Linked DNA regions of Bos taurus: region 2 is linked to region 1. The links are chromatin contacts, called in public Hi-C maps. All regions are on one chromosome and are shown on one strand. The core of a region is the stretch at or near the end of the contact, and the rest is flanking DNA. Distances in the headings are between cores, read along the strand shown. Region 1 overlaps MREG (melanoregulin). Region 2 holds the start of MREG (melanoregulin).

Region 1 (7,173 bases), core at 2,499-4,998:
TGATTTAAGCTCCAGGAGTCATCTTCTCAGACATAAAATTAAAACATTTTATTCACACCTATTCTGTGTTACTGTGAGGTTGTAGATACATGGCACAGTTAAAATATACTTCTTACTTCTTCCTAAAATGGAGATTTGTACATTTGAAGAAATGTACTCTAACAATAGATGACATATACTTTAAAATCATCTTATGAGCAACTTCAAAAGAGATTAATTTACTTTTAACTATACAAATATAACTAATATATAATTAATATAATCACAAAGAAATAAAAATTCAAAGAGAACAGAGGGCATAAAATGAAAACTTGCTGCATCTGCTTGGCTTGAGTTGGGTTACGTGCCCATCCTTGAGCCAGGGGGATATGCTGATTGGCTTATGTTATTGGATTTCAAGCCAAGCACCCCTTCAAAGGATTCTGATTTTGTTGCTCTGAGAGATAGGTCCCACACAGATATTTTAAAATAGTCCCTTATTGGTTCTAATATCCAGCCAGGGTTGAGTTTATTAGCTTAAGCCAATCAGTGTCCTGTTTGAGCTGTGGTGCTGGAGATTCTTGAGAGTCCCTTGGACAGCAAGGAGATCAACCCCGTCAAAATCAGTACTGAATATTCATTGGAAGGACTGATGCTGAAGCTGAAACTGCAATAGTTTGGCCTCCTGATGCAAAGAACTGACCCACTGGAAAGGACCCTGATGCTGGGAAAGATTGAAGGTGGGAGGAGAAGGGAATGACAGAGGATGAGATGGTTGGATGGCATCACCGACTCAGTGGACATGAGTTTGAGCAAGCTCTGGGAACTGGTGAAGAACAGGGAAGCCTGGTGTGCTGCAGTCCATGGGGTCACAAAGAGTCAGACACGACTGAATGACTGAACTGAACTGAATCAGTGTCCACTCTTAGAACTGAGAATGTAACTGTTCTCTCCAAAGGAAATTTGGGACAAACCTGATAGATTGATGAGAGAAGAGGAAAACAGGTCTTGGAGAAGCGAACATCAAGCATCTGCTTGTGGCAGACAGATCAGTTACCCCAGGGTCTGTATTATGTCTTTCTTTTTTGCTACTGGAACCCAGATTTCACTGGGGGCTGCAATGTGCCAGCCCCAGGGAACAGATCGTGATCTGTGCAAATGCTAGTGAGACTCTGTATCCCCACTTGTCCTCCTCCCTTGCAATGAGAGACAGAGAAAGATGGAAGAGCTATATTGCCCCAAGTACCAACATGTATCATACACTGTGTATATCCCTATGGGAATTCCCACTTCAACTCAACATCCACATTAAAAGAAGACTCCATACGACTGTAGTTATAACAACATTATATTGCTAATATTAAACATCTAACTCAAGGAACTACAAGGTGCAGAGTAGTCAAATACTTTTACTTGAAAGTGATAGCTTTTTGATAAAATGAATTCTTTGAATATTGTAACTGCTATCTCTTTCCTTTCAATTTTCACCAATTCGTATCATCTTATGCTACTTTCTATTCAAAATGGAGTTTCCAAAAGATATTTAAAAAATATATATATTGACTGCTTCTCCCATTTCATTTTCTTTCATTCTGCAGGTAGATAAGTAAGAAAGACATGTGATATATGGGGGTGGAGGAATATCTGCATTTTAACAAGCCTCTAACGGATTCTCTCATGCTTGCTTTTCACAGAGAAATGTGAAGTGGATAACACAGACTAAGGTAGTCTTCAAGCTACTGAAGAGCATTCAAAGCTGTTGACGTCAGCTTGGAGGAAGGTTTTTAGTGACACAGGAAAGGGCTTGGTTTCTGAGCTTAGCCATCATTTTCATCAGGTACTGTATGGGGTCAAAGTTCACAAAAGTAGCAGAGATGACTAACACAGGGAATGTAAGAATCAAGGCTTGAAACCTGTAACAAATAAGGCCTATGATATAAAATCTACAAGTTGAAATTTATTAGCAGCAGTTCATGCAAAAGACACGTCCCTGCATCTGGTCCTTTGGCTATGTTGACTTTTTTCAACCTAAGAGTTGGGTGCATTTTTATTTGCTCCTAATAACAAGAACTAATAACTTTATTTATTCCTTGTTCCAGTAAGACTTGTTCGTGTTAGTGGAAGCCACAGAAAGATCGATATTAGATGGGACTTTCCACCCAGGATGAAGGTTTTCTAAGAGAATGGGCTCTCCATCACTGGAGCTCCATGTGATAGCTGCTGTACTTTAGGGGCTTCCCTGGTGGCTCAGACAGTAAAGAATCCACCTACAATGCAAGAGACCTGGGTTCAATCCCTGGGTTTGGGAGATCCCTAGAGGCAAGCACCGCAACCCACTCCAGTATTCTTGCCTCGAGGATCCCCATGGACAGAGGAGCCTGGTGGGCTACAATCCATGGGGTCGCCAAGAGTCAGACACGACTGAACGACTAAGCACACAGCACGGTGAAAATACACTATATAATTTATCATTTCTAGAAATATAACTTCTGTAGGCTCTTTCAACATAATATATTCCTTCTGTGTCACCTGGAAAAATTAGAAAAGGATTTGAAGGCATTTACAAAAAAAGAGAGTCAGACAGACAGTAGACAGATATAGATAGATAATATTGACAGAGTACCTATAACTTCCCAGGTACTACTCTAAGCTCTTTATATGTATTTATTTAGTTAATTCTCATAATATGACATGTATGAGATGGATTTTCTAAAATATTTTTATTAATTTATTTGGATCTTATTTGCAGCAGGATCTTTAGCTGTGGCACGCAAACTCTTAGTTGCAGTGTCTGGGATTTAGTTCCTGGACCAGGGATCGAAACCCTGGCCCCCTGCATTGGGAACGCAAGGCTTTAGCTACTGGGCTACCAGGGAAGTCTCAATGAGATGGATATTATTATAACATTTGAAAAATGAGGAAACTGAGGCTCAGGGAGATGAAGTACTTGCCCAGGTGTACACACTAGTAGATAAGGAGCTGAGATTTCTGACCCAGGCAGTCTGGTTGTAGGGCCAACATGCATAGCCACTGTCTACCCTGTCTCTTCAAACAGGAAAGTGCTGGGAGGTGGGGGGTGTGGGGAGGAGTTGGTGCATGAGCAAGGTAAGAAGGCAGTTAAAGACAAAAGAGCAGATGATTAGAACAGAGGTCAACCTGAAGGAGGAACAGAGAAAACACAATTAAAATCATGGAAGAAAAAAGAACTTTTCTAAAAGCAAAGTATCACCAGGCTTTAGGCAAGAATGCAGCCACGCAAGAACATCCTTCTCAAGGGTTGACTCCCTGGGAGTCCTTCCTTTGGGGACTTCCGTTCCGTCTCCCCTCCTCAGAGCAGGTGGAGGGACCTCAACCCCCTCAACTACCCCTCTCCCACACCCTCCTGTCCACCTGGCTACTGTCACCTCTGAGGAGTGAGACAAAGGCAAAACCACTCCCTTCAAGATGCAGATGGGGTGGGCAGTGAGGGTGGCAGAAGCCAAGGTCTGAGATTCCGAGGACAGAGGAGAAAAGGTCAATGTCTGGGATCGGGCTGTGCTTGTCTGCAAGGCAGAGACAGCTGAGAAACTGCCCACACTTTTCTGAAACTAGGCTTCGAAACTGAGAAAGGCCCCAAGGTTCTTAGACTCATCTACCTACTGGATACTTCCTTTGCTCTTCCCTTGAAGCCCCATCACTCATTTCAGAAGGAGACAGGTCACACTGTCTCCCTTCCCTTGGAAAAGTCCCTGGAAAGCCGGCAGCCCTCTCCTCCCAGGCTTTCAAGATGACTGGGTCACAGGACATCTAATTCAGAAACCCGGCCGGGGCCCCAACGGGCTCACAAGACCAACCACAGTTTCCCTGGCTCACGTGACAGACTTCTTCCTTCCAGAGTGCATCGGCTGGCATCTCTGAACAAACACCCGAACGCTTCAACCCCAGATGCCAAATCCAAGAAATGGATTTCTGCCAGGAACTAGCTCCCTCTTCCTGAGAGGTCAGAGGGTTTCAGTGACGCACTACCAAGACGCCCTTCTCTTTACCCTGCTTCCTCTAATGCCACGTGGTTGTCCACCCTCCCTTCTTGGCTACGTGGTTTCAAAGGGAGCTTCCAGAGCCTTCTCTCTTCCTCCTCATCCCCTTACTCATCAGCGCCTGGCTATCAGCTTTTCAGACCTGCTACCCACGGCAAGTGCCAAGGTCCGTCCCCCACCTCCTCAGCTCAGGAGTAACCCAACAGGAGTGTCCTTTCCTAAAGCATAGGATGCTGATGTGCCCCCCACCCTACTTCTTCCCATGCCTCCCCAGGTCTCTACGGGAAAGAAGCAATAAGCATCTACTAAGTGCCCTTCAGGACACCTGGTGGGGTAGGGTGGACATTAGTCCCCCCATACGGCAGTAGAAAGGTCTGGTTCTTGCCTGGAGTCAGCCAGCAGGAGGTCAGAGGTTCAGACTCCCTGCCTCTAAAGTGCCTCCTCCAGCTCCACTTCCTCACTCTCCTCCCTCCCTCTGCCGGTCTTCTTCCTCCTCTGCCTCTTCTTGTGTGGTCCTCTCCCAAGGCTCTGTGTCGGGTCTTTCCCCTTCCACCTACCTGGATGATTTCCTCTAACGCCCCACCTCTGCTGTCACTACTTCTCGGCCGGTGACGCCCAGGCCTCCTTCTGGGGCCCTGAACCCAAGCCCCAGGTCCAGGTTTCTATTGTCCCCTTTCTGTCAGATGCCTCCACATGGACGGGTGGCTGACCCGGCCACTGGACAGAGCCCAGTCTGACTCCCCACCGGCCTCCATCAAGCCAGCACAGGCCCTCTGACACTCCCAACGTGGCCATCTACCGCTCACTTCCCTTCCAGCCCACCTTCTCAACGCATCCAAATCAGTCACCCAGTCCTGGTCCTTCTGCCTCTGTCACAAGATTCCTCTCATATCTATCGCCACTGTCTCAGCCTTCATTGGCCTAAACAGCTCCAGTAAAGGTCCCTCTGCTTCCAGAAGCTAACTACTCCAGTCTCCTCCCAACCAGCTATCTTCCTAAAGGTCAGACTGGGTCATTTCTCTCACAGAGAACTCCAGTGGGTACCACTTACTGAAAAAGCAGTGTCAGTCCCAGACAGGCTCTCCATCTTGACCCTGTCTGCCTCTGACCACATTCTACTGTCATCTAAATCCTACCCTGTCTTCCAGGATGATGCTGTGAAAGTGCTGCACTCAATATGCCAGCAAATTTGGAAAAACTCAGCAGTGGTCAAAGGAATGGAAAAGGTCAGTTTTCATTCCAATCCCAAAGAAAGGCAATGCCAAAGAATGCTCAAACTACCTCACAATTGCACTCATCTCACACGCTAGTAAAGTGACGCTCAAAATTCTCCAAGCCAGGCTTCGGCAATACGTAAACCGTGAACTTCCAGATGTTCAAGCTGGTTTTAGAAAAGGCAGAGGAACCAGAGATCAAATTGCCAACATCCACTGGATCATCGAAAAAGCAAAAGAGTTCCAGAAAAACATCTATTTCTGCTTTATTGACTATGCCAAAGCCTTTGACTGTGTGGATCACAATAAACTGTGGAAAATTCTGAAAGAGATGGGAATACCAGACCACCTGACCTGCCTCTTGAGAAACCTGTATACAGGTCAGGAAGTAACAGTTAGAACTGGAGATGGAACAACAGACTGGTTCCAAATAGGAAAAGAGTATATCAAGGCTGTATATTGTCACCCTGCTTATTTAACTTATATGCAGAGTACATCACAAGAAATGCTGGGCTGCAGGAAGCACAAGCTGGAATCAAGACTGCCGGGAGAAATATCAATAACCTCAGATATGCATATGACACCACCCTTATGGCAGAAAGTGAAGAGGAACTCAAAAGCCTCTTGATGAAAGTGAAAGAGGAGAGTGAAAAAGTTGGCTTAAAGCTCAACATTCAGAAAATTGTAGATCATGGCATCCGGTCCCATCACTTCATGGCAAATAGATGGGGAAACAGTGTAAACAGTGGCTGACGTTATTTTTCTGGGCTCCAAAATCACTGCAGATGGTGACTGCGGCCATGAAATTAAAAGACGCTTACTCCTTGGAAGGAAAGTTATGACCAACATAGACAGCATATTAAAAAGCAGAGACATTACTTTGTCAACAAAGGTCCGTTTAGTCAAGGCTATGGTTTTTCCATTGGTCATGTGTGGATGTGAGAGTTGGAGTATTAAGAAAGCTGAGCACCAAAGAATTGATGCTTTTGAACTGTGGTGTTGGAGAAGACTCTTGAGAGTCCCTTGGACTGCAAGGAGATCTAACCAGTTCATCCTAAAGGAGATCAGTCCTGGATGTTCATTGGAAGGAGTGATGTTGAAGCTGAAACTCCAATACTTTGGCCACCTGATGCGAAGAGCTGACTCACTGGAAAAGTCCCTGATGCTGGGAAAGATTGAGGGCAGGAGGAAAAGGGGACGACAGAGGATGAGATGGTTGGATGGCATCACCAACTCAATGGATATGGGTTTGGGTGGACTCCGGGAGATGGTGATGGATAGGGAGGCCTGGCGTGCTGAGGTTCATGGGGTCGCAAAGAGTCGGACACAACTGAGCAACTGAACTGAACTGAACTTCCAGGCACAGCCAAATGCCGCCACCTTGAGAAGGCTTTGCTTTTCTTACAGCTCAAAGGAACTGCTGCTTCTTTTGAAATTCCTCGGCCCCTTTATGGGAACTGCTGTAGAGTTATTTACTGTCAAGATATTGTCATATAGGGGTTTCCCAGGTGGGTCAGCAGTAAAGAATCTGCCTGTCAATGCAGGAGACACAAGAGACATGAGTTCGATCCCTGAATCAGGAAGATCTCCTAGACAAGGAAATGGTAATCCACTCTAGTATCCTTGCCCAGAGAATTCCATGGACAGAGGAGTCTGGTGGGCTACAGTCCATGGGGTCACCAAGAGTTTGATGCAACTGAGCACACATGTTGTCATCCAGGCACTTGTAACATCTCTTTCACTTCTAGACTGTGGGCTTTGAGGTTACAAGAGTCTGGATTCATCCATGCCGTACACAGTCCTCTGCACACAGCAGGCGCCCAGTGGGCTGGCTGAACCCAAATGAAAATGACAATTCACAGAAAGGCCACCTTCTGCTGATGACTGAGTGCCTGCTTTGAATCTGGAAAGCAGCACTAAATTTTATCAGAAAAAGCCACATGAGTTCTACTCCATGTGGATTC
Region 2 (7,173 bases), core at 2,655-5,154, 57 kb after region 1:
GGATGCTAAAGTAGTAAGATTCATCCCCCCCAATCTAGATTAAAATCTACAGTCTGACAGGGGTCACAGCCCCCACCTTACAAGTGAAATAATACCAGGGAGAGTGCAGTAAGGGACTTGAGGGGTAAACAGAAAAAAAAGAGACACCATAACTGTCTGGGGAGACTTTCTAAGACTTCATCATATAGGCGGCAACTGAAATGGACCTTAAAAACCAAGCAGAATGTTCCACAGTAGAGCAAACAAAAAGATGTCTAGCTAACAATTATGCCATTGACAGCAACACCAGAAGGGAAACCAGCAGGATTAGATGGATCACAGGCACAGAGACGAGAGAATGAGAAATCAGAGGCCAGAGAAGGAGGAAATAGGAAATCAGGCCTGGATGGTCAGCACAGGGGCACTCCATGTACACCGAGAAAAGAACAGCAGATTTCTTTCTCTTGTAACTTTCAAGAGAAGAGTTCTCATGTAGTCATGCAGGGGAAGGAACCAGATCTCATGATGAGTGGGAGGTGAAGGAGGAGGTGGGGGTACAATTGACTGCACTTTAAAGACATCTGCGCCCAACACAAGGGAAAGCAGAGGATGCCAGCTAAAGAAAACAGCAACATGGGGATGAATTTATAGTCAGGGGAGGCCCCAGCATACTTCAAGAGAAAGGGCAAAGAAAGAACTCATGGGACAGAGAAAAATATAGATGCAAGCCAGACAACTGACAGCCATTCCCTTTAGGTCCAAAATTCCAGAAAACGCAAACAAAGCAAGATCAAAAACACAGGGACTTTCCTGGTGGTCCAGTGGTTAAAAATTTGCCTTGTAATGTGGGGGACACCAGTTGGGTTCCTGGTCAGGGAACTGGAATCCCACATGCTGCGGGGCAGCAAAACCCATGCATTGCCACAACTTCCAAGTCTGTGTGCCCCAACTAAGACTCAACGCAGCCAAATAAATCAATAAATATTTCTTAAAAACCACAAGCGGCAATGTCAGATTGGCATAGGAGCTGAGATTAAAAACTAGTTTTGCTGAACTAATGAGGTTCCCTGGTCCGTTTTGGGAAAGGACTGCAGGTGACCACGCACACAAGTGACGAATGTCTTCCTTTCGACCATACCTCTTCCAGCACTATTGCCTTGGGGTATGACATAAAGCCTGATAACCACTGTTTTATGATGGAATAAAGGATTCAGCTGAGGGCAGGCAATGTCTGTACAAAATCTTTTTTTTATAAATGAAAAAAAAATGACATGAAGAATGAAGTTCTTAATAAAATAAAAATTAAGACCATCTGGCCATATGACTTCACCACGTCAAGATTTCAAACCAGTCACTTTGGAAAACAGCCTGGCAGCAACTCAGAAAGTTAAAATGTAAAATTTACTATGTGACCTAGCAATTCCACTTCTAGGTGTATACCCAAGAGAATCAAAAACATACGTCCACACAAAAATGTGTACACTAATGTTCACAGAAGCATTATTTTAAAAGCCAAAAAGTGGGAATCACCCAAATATCTATCAATTGATAAATAAAATGTAAAACATCTATGCACTGGAATATTATCCAACAATAAAAAGAGTTAAGTGCTGATAAACCTACAACACAGATGAAACTTGAAAACATTATGCTAAGTGAAAGAAGTCAGATGCAAAAGGCCACACATTGAAGGATTCCGTTTATACAAAATGTCCAGAAGAAGTAAATCTCTAAAGACAAAAAGTAGATTCGTGGTTGACTGTGGGCCTGGGGGATGGCAGGGAGTGGGCAGGGAGGGGAGGGCAGCAAGTGACTGCCAATGAGTATAGTGCTTCTTTTTGGAGTGATGAAAAATGTCCGGAGTTAAGAGTGTTGATGACTGCACAGCTTTGTGAATGTATTAAAAAGCACTGAATTTCACATTTAAAAAAGATTTCAATCTAGACCTTCTAATGATTTGGGCAGGAAAGAACATGCAGGTATCTATACACTGCATCCTTCTGAGGTACATACTATTATCATTCCCGTTTTACATATGAGGAAATTAAAGCACAAAAAGTTTCATAACTTGTGCCAGGTCACCCAGGCTGGAATTTAACCCCAGGCAATCTGGCTCATGAGAACCATGCTATTCTGCCTCAACTGACTCTAAAGCCTTAAAATCACTTGAAAATTCTCTGACTTACAATGTAAACCAAGGCAGGAGAGGGTTGAGATTTTTTAAGACAACCAAAACTATTATCTTAAATAGCAATTCCCAACAGAATATTGGAAAGACCCAAGGCTCTGAGAATGAGACCAAGCTGAAGGCTGTTATTTCAAGTTATTATGAATATTGACAAATTGAGGGTATAATCCAAGCCTGAAATTCCAGACTGCGAGTCTGAGTGAACTCCGGGAGTTGGTGATGGACAGGGAGGCCTGGCGTGCTGCGATTCATGGGGTCGCAAAGAGTCGGACACGACTGAGCGACGGAACTGAACTGATCCACTATTTTAAGACTAGGGGTAGATTACTGGGTTTCTCCCTACCCACAACAATCTAATAATCGAAGTGGGAACACCATTGCAGGAGCAAACAAAAACATTGTGTATGGTGTGTATATTATACACAGAAAGCAAACAGGACATACATGTTTATGTATATATGTGCTCACTAAACCATGAGGAGCAGATAGCAAGTTCTAAACCCTAAGTCATAGGCGAGAAAGATGAATAAGGACGAAAAAATCAAAGACCGACTGACTGAGGGGGACTTGAAAACTACCATTTAAGAACAGGCAGGAAAAATAAAGGTCACCACTTTGAACAAGCTTGGAGGGAATAAGAAGCTTAGATTGTTCCTAGAGCAGTAAGGATGCCTGTCTGATTAAATCAAAGAGTGCACAGCGTGTAATATACCGGAAAACAGGAGTGGACAGGAGGGAAGGGGTTATGTAAGATCTCAAAAGTCATGGGGAGTGTTTGGACTTGACAGAGTAAGAAAAGGTAAATCGTGTTTTTAAAAAGTTGTGAAAGCTTTATCATATTAGTTGCATATTTCATAAGAAACACTGGCTTCCATGTTTTTGCCTACGAAACCCTGGAATTTTGCCTCACCTACTATTTCCTAATTTCATTTCAAATATTTTGTTTCTAACCTACCTACCCCCAAGTCATGCCGAAATGAAACCTTGATTTCAGCAGTCAAGATATAAAATAATTGCTTACAATCACAGCCCTGAACAAAGCCGTGTTGTATGGTCCCTTCACAAAGGCCCTTAGCGCATTGCTAACTTGCATTAATTTCCTCACACTTAATAGCTTAATCTGTCATGAATCAACGTTCCAGTGTCCCCTGAGAAAAATATGTACTTTTTTTAATGTAAAAAATATTTCCTTGCTCTCCGTCACTGTAAATGTCTTCTCTTCCTAATAAAATTGAGTAACTTTTTTCCTGGGTGAAAGAAATTCACAGTCGCCCATTTCACTGAAACATGCCTATGAAACAGACAATCACAGTTGTATTTAATAGGACCCCTGTGCAAACTTCTCTCCGGTAGTTCTCTGCCCGGGGAACTGCACCCGAGCTCTTGCCGTTTCCCACACACATCTTCTTGGGTCCCAGGCGCCTCCAAGAATTTGTGCATTCTGGCAAAAACTTTACCCAAGGAACAACCCCCAAGGACCAGGATCTTCTTTAAGGAACCAAGGGGCTTAGTCTGTGCCTCCGTGTGAGCTTAAAACAAGCGCACCTCCCCAGCTCAGAGGAGCACACGGGAACCCCGAGTCCGTGATGCCCGGCGGCGGCCAGGGAGCCCCAGATTACGGCCGGGACGTGCGCGGCACCCACCTGACCAGAGGCTCCTTCTCCGGCACGGCGGGCTCCTCCAGGCACTTGCAAGGGCAGCAGCAGCACGCGGTCCTCAGCCAGTCCCTCAGCCCCATGGAGAGCGAGGTGCCCCGCCGGCGCCGGGCCACTCTGGGGGAGCCGCGGCGGCGAGCGAGCGCGACTGGGGCGCGGCCACCCGACCGGCGTCCAGGTGCGGGCACAGTGGCGGCCGGGGCGTCGCGGGTCGGTCCGTGCGCATCCCGCCGCGGCCGGGGACGCGAGCGAGGCGGGAGGCGCCTCCGCTGCCCCGGAGCTGCGGAGCCGCGCGCTTTCCTCCACTTGGGTTTTGTTTGGGGCGCGGGTTTCGTTGGGGCTTTTCTTCTCGCTCTTTAATTCCCCGGGCGCAAATTGGGGCGCATGCGTCCCCGAGACGCTCCGCTGCTGCCCTCTAAGGAGGAAGCCGGGACTCCAGCCGCCAGATGGCAGAATCCGAGGGCGCAGCTGGGGATGGGGCTGGGGGAGGGAGGAGCCCGCCCCCGAGTCACAGAGCACGAGGTTGGGCTGGATCTATTCACACGTTTTATTGGCTTCACTGCCCGAGGAAATAAAAGGTCCTCCTTCCCACCCCCACCCCTTGCCTTCAAAGCAGAGGTTAGGGCATATTTTTAGCCTGTCAGCGCCACACGGGGTAAAAGTTAGCAAAAATGGATTCATGCATTATAGAAGTGAGCTTTTTAAGTACAACGTTCACAACGAATTTTAAAAAATTGTTTACAAGTCACCCAGCCCTTGAATAATTTTCTGAAAAAAAGGCAACCTCTGTCATTAGCTTTTTGACTTCCCCAGTGGCTCAGTGGTAAAGAATCCGCCTGCCAGTGCAGGAGAGGCTGGAGAGCCAGGTTGGATTCCTGAGTCAGGAAGATCCCCTGGAGGAAAAAATGACAACCCACTCCAGGATTCTTGCCGGGAAATCCCACGGACAGGGGCCCTGTCCATGGGACTGGGGGGCTACAGTCCATGGGGTCCCAAAGAGTTGACTGCGACTGAATTTTTTGACTATTTTCCAGATTTTAAACACACACACACATACACTTAATGCTTATGCAAACATGTAAGTATAGGCACCCATAGCCTTTTCCCTTTATACTCAGTGCCATACTCCACACATTTCTGTCCCTGGCTTTTTTCACTCAGTTTACAACACAGACTGTCCCACCAGCACATGAAGAACTTCTTCTCTATGATCTTTAACAGTTGCATTTATGTAGTTGATGCCCTTATGTTTTTTTAACCAGATGCCAATGGATGAATAACAAGTTCATTACAGCCATTTATTATTAAAATAATGCTGCAGTAAATATCCTTGAACTATGTGTTTGGACATGTATATCTCTTGAATAAATATTTGGCAGTTGAATTTCTAGGTCACAGGTAAGATGCCTTTTTAATTTTTGATGGATCTTGCCAAAAAGTGAAGTGAAGTGAGGTCGCTCAGTTGTGTCTGACTCTTCGCAACCCCATGGACTGTAGCCTACCAGGCTCCTCCGTCCATGGGATTTTCTAGACAAGAGTACTGGAGTGGGCTGCCATTTCCTTCTCCAGGGCATCTTCCCACCCCAGGGATCAAACCCGGGTCTCCTGCATTGCAGACAGATGCTTTACCATCTGAGCCACCAGGGAAGCCTGGATCTTGCCAAATTGCCCTCCAAAGAGGTAATTCCAATTCACACTCTGACTGGCCACATCTGAAAGTATATTTCCCTAGACAACCACCAATACTATGGAATTTTCATCTTTATCAATCATGTTTATTCAACAAATGTTTATCAAACATCTGTAAGTTCCAGGCATGTTCTAGGCTCTGGGAACACTGCAGTGAATGAAAGAAATAAAAATCCTTACTTTTTTGAAGCAAACATTCTACTAGGGGAGTTAGACAAATGAAATACATTATTGAGTGTGTTAGAAGGTGATGTGTACTATGGAGAAAAATAAGACAGGAAAGGGGATAAGCAGTGCCAGGAAGGCGTGTGTGTGTGTGTGTGTGTGTGTGTGTGTGTGTGTATGTGTGTGTAGTGTAGTGTACTGGGGAGAGGAGTGGTGGCTGAAGTTCTAAATGGGGTGGTCAGGGAAGGCCTCCCTACATGGTGACCTTTAGGGAAAGATTAAAAGATGATGAGCAAGCTAGCCCTGGTTTCATGGGGAAGAGTATTGCTGGGAGAGTGAAGGCTGCATGCAAAACCCCAGAGGAGAGAGAATAACAGTAGGCTGCCCAAGAAAGAGCAGGGGTTCCAGGGGCCAGAGAGAGGATTGGGCCACGAGGAAGAGTAATAGGAGATGATAGAACCAAGTGGCCTCTTAGGACGTGGTAAGAACTCGATTTTGTCCCATGTGAGTGAGCAAACCTTTGGAGGCTTTTGAGTAGAGGGAGAGATGTGGTCAACATGGATGGCGATAGGATCCATTGACTGCTGTCTTGAGAAGAAACTGGGTAACAAGGACTGTTTTAGAAGAGGCGAGTGGAGGCCATTCTAATGACCCACGTGATAAATGACCATCATTTAGACCAGGGAGGAAGCAACTAGAGGTGGGAAGAAATAACTGGACTCTGAATGGAGTTTGAAGGCAGAGCCAATGAGATTTATAATGGATTGGAAGTAAAGTATAAATGAAAGTCAGCAGTGAGTCCAACGTTGGGGGCTCACAATTTGTGAGAGTAGAATTGTGTTATTGATTGTGATAAAGATGGATGTCGCGTGGGCAGGTTTGAAGAGGCAAGGAAGAAGAGCAAGAGTTTATTTCCAGAAGTGTCAATTCTCATGGGCAGTGTGTTCATTTAAAAGTGTGTTACTACACCTAAGTTTATCCTGTTCTGGCTACATTATGAGGCCGAGGGAACTAATCAAGTGCATATTCATTGAGAGGCTGACTACTGAGAGTTAAGGAAGGATAAGAGAAGTTTCCTCAGAGCTCTGACTTAGCTGGGGAAACAGGATAGGGACCCATCATGAAAAGTTAAGAGGACATAACAGAATACCAGTTGTCACCAGGGAGCACAGGGCTGTGGTATCGAACCCAGCACCGTGTCCTTGATCACTTACAGCTGTGCCAGGATGGAGACTGTTGTTCTTGACAGCAGACTTGCTAGCAACTGGGCAGTCCCTTTGGTGGATGAACTTTGTTCTGAAATTGGACGTTGGATTGAGTTCACTCACCTACGTTCAGGTAGAAAGTGGACCAAGGGGCTGCTAGCAAGAAGATGAAAGCCAACATCGGACAACTTGTATTAACTGCTGAAGTTGGATTTGTTGAGAATGGAGAAATTAGAGAAGGTGTTTAGTTCCTGGAAAATACAGGTTCTCTGCCCTGTACTAACCTTGATTT

The links. Hi-C and Micro-C count contacts between places; a contact is called where the count stands out from the background.
Region 2: a Hi-C map of an unstated tissue shows a contact between it and region 1, with 3 times the contacts expected there. The contact joins the promoter of MREG here to the enhancer-like site in region 1. A contact is called at or near these places in 2 of 11 Hi-C or Micro-C datasets (skin fibroblasts and an unstated tissue).

The regions. Positions count from the first base shown.
Region 1 is chr2:103,978,318-103,985,490 of ARS-UCD2.0, forward strand. All of the region lies in intron 2 of MREG (melanoregulin), which reads right to left. Among named protein-coding and RNA genes, the nearest start is that of MREG, 57 kb to the right of the region's middle. Within about 2 kb of position 3,749, at least 6 of the 102 cell types and tissues checked have an H3K27ac peak or open chromatin away from gene starts, as enhancers often do.
Region 2 is chr2:104,034,818-104,041,990 of ARS-UCD2.0, forward strand. MREG (melanoregulin) reads right to left here and starts at 3,905. Exons shown (of 5, transcript NM_001192953.1): 1 at 3,811-3,905. The coding sequence starts at 3,905.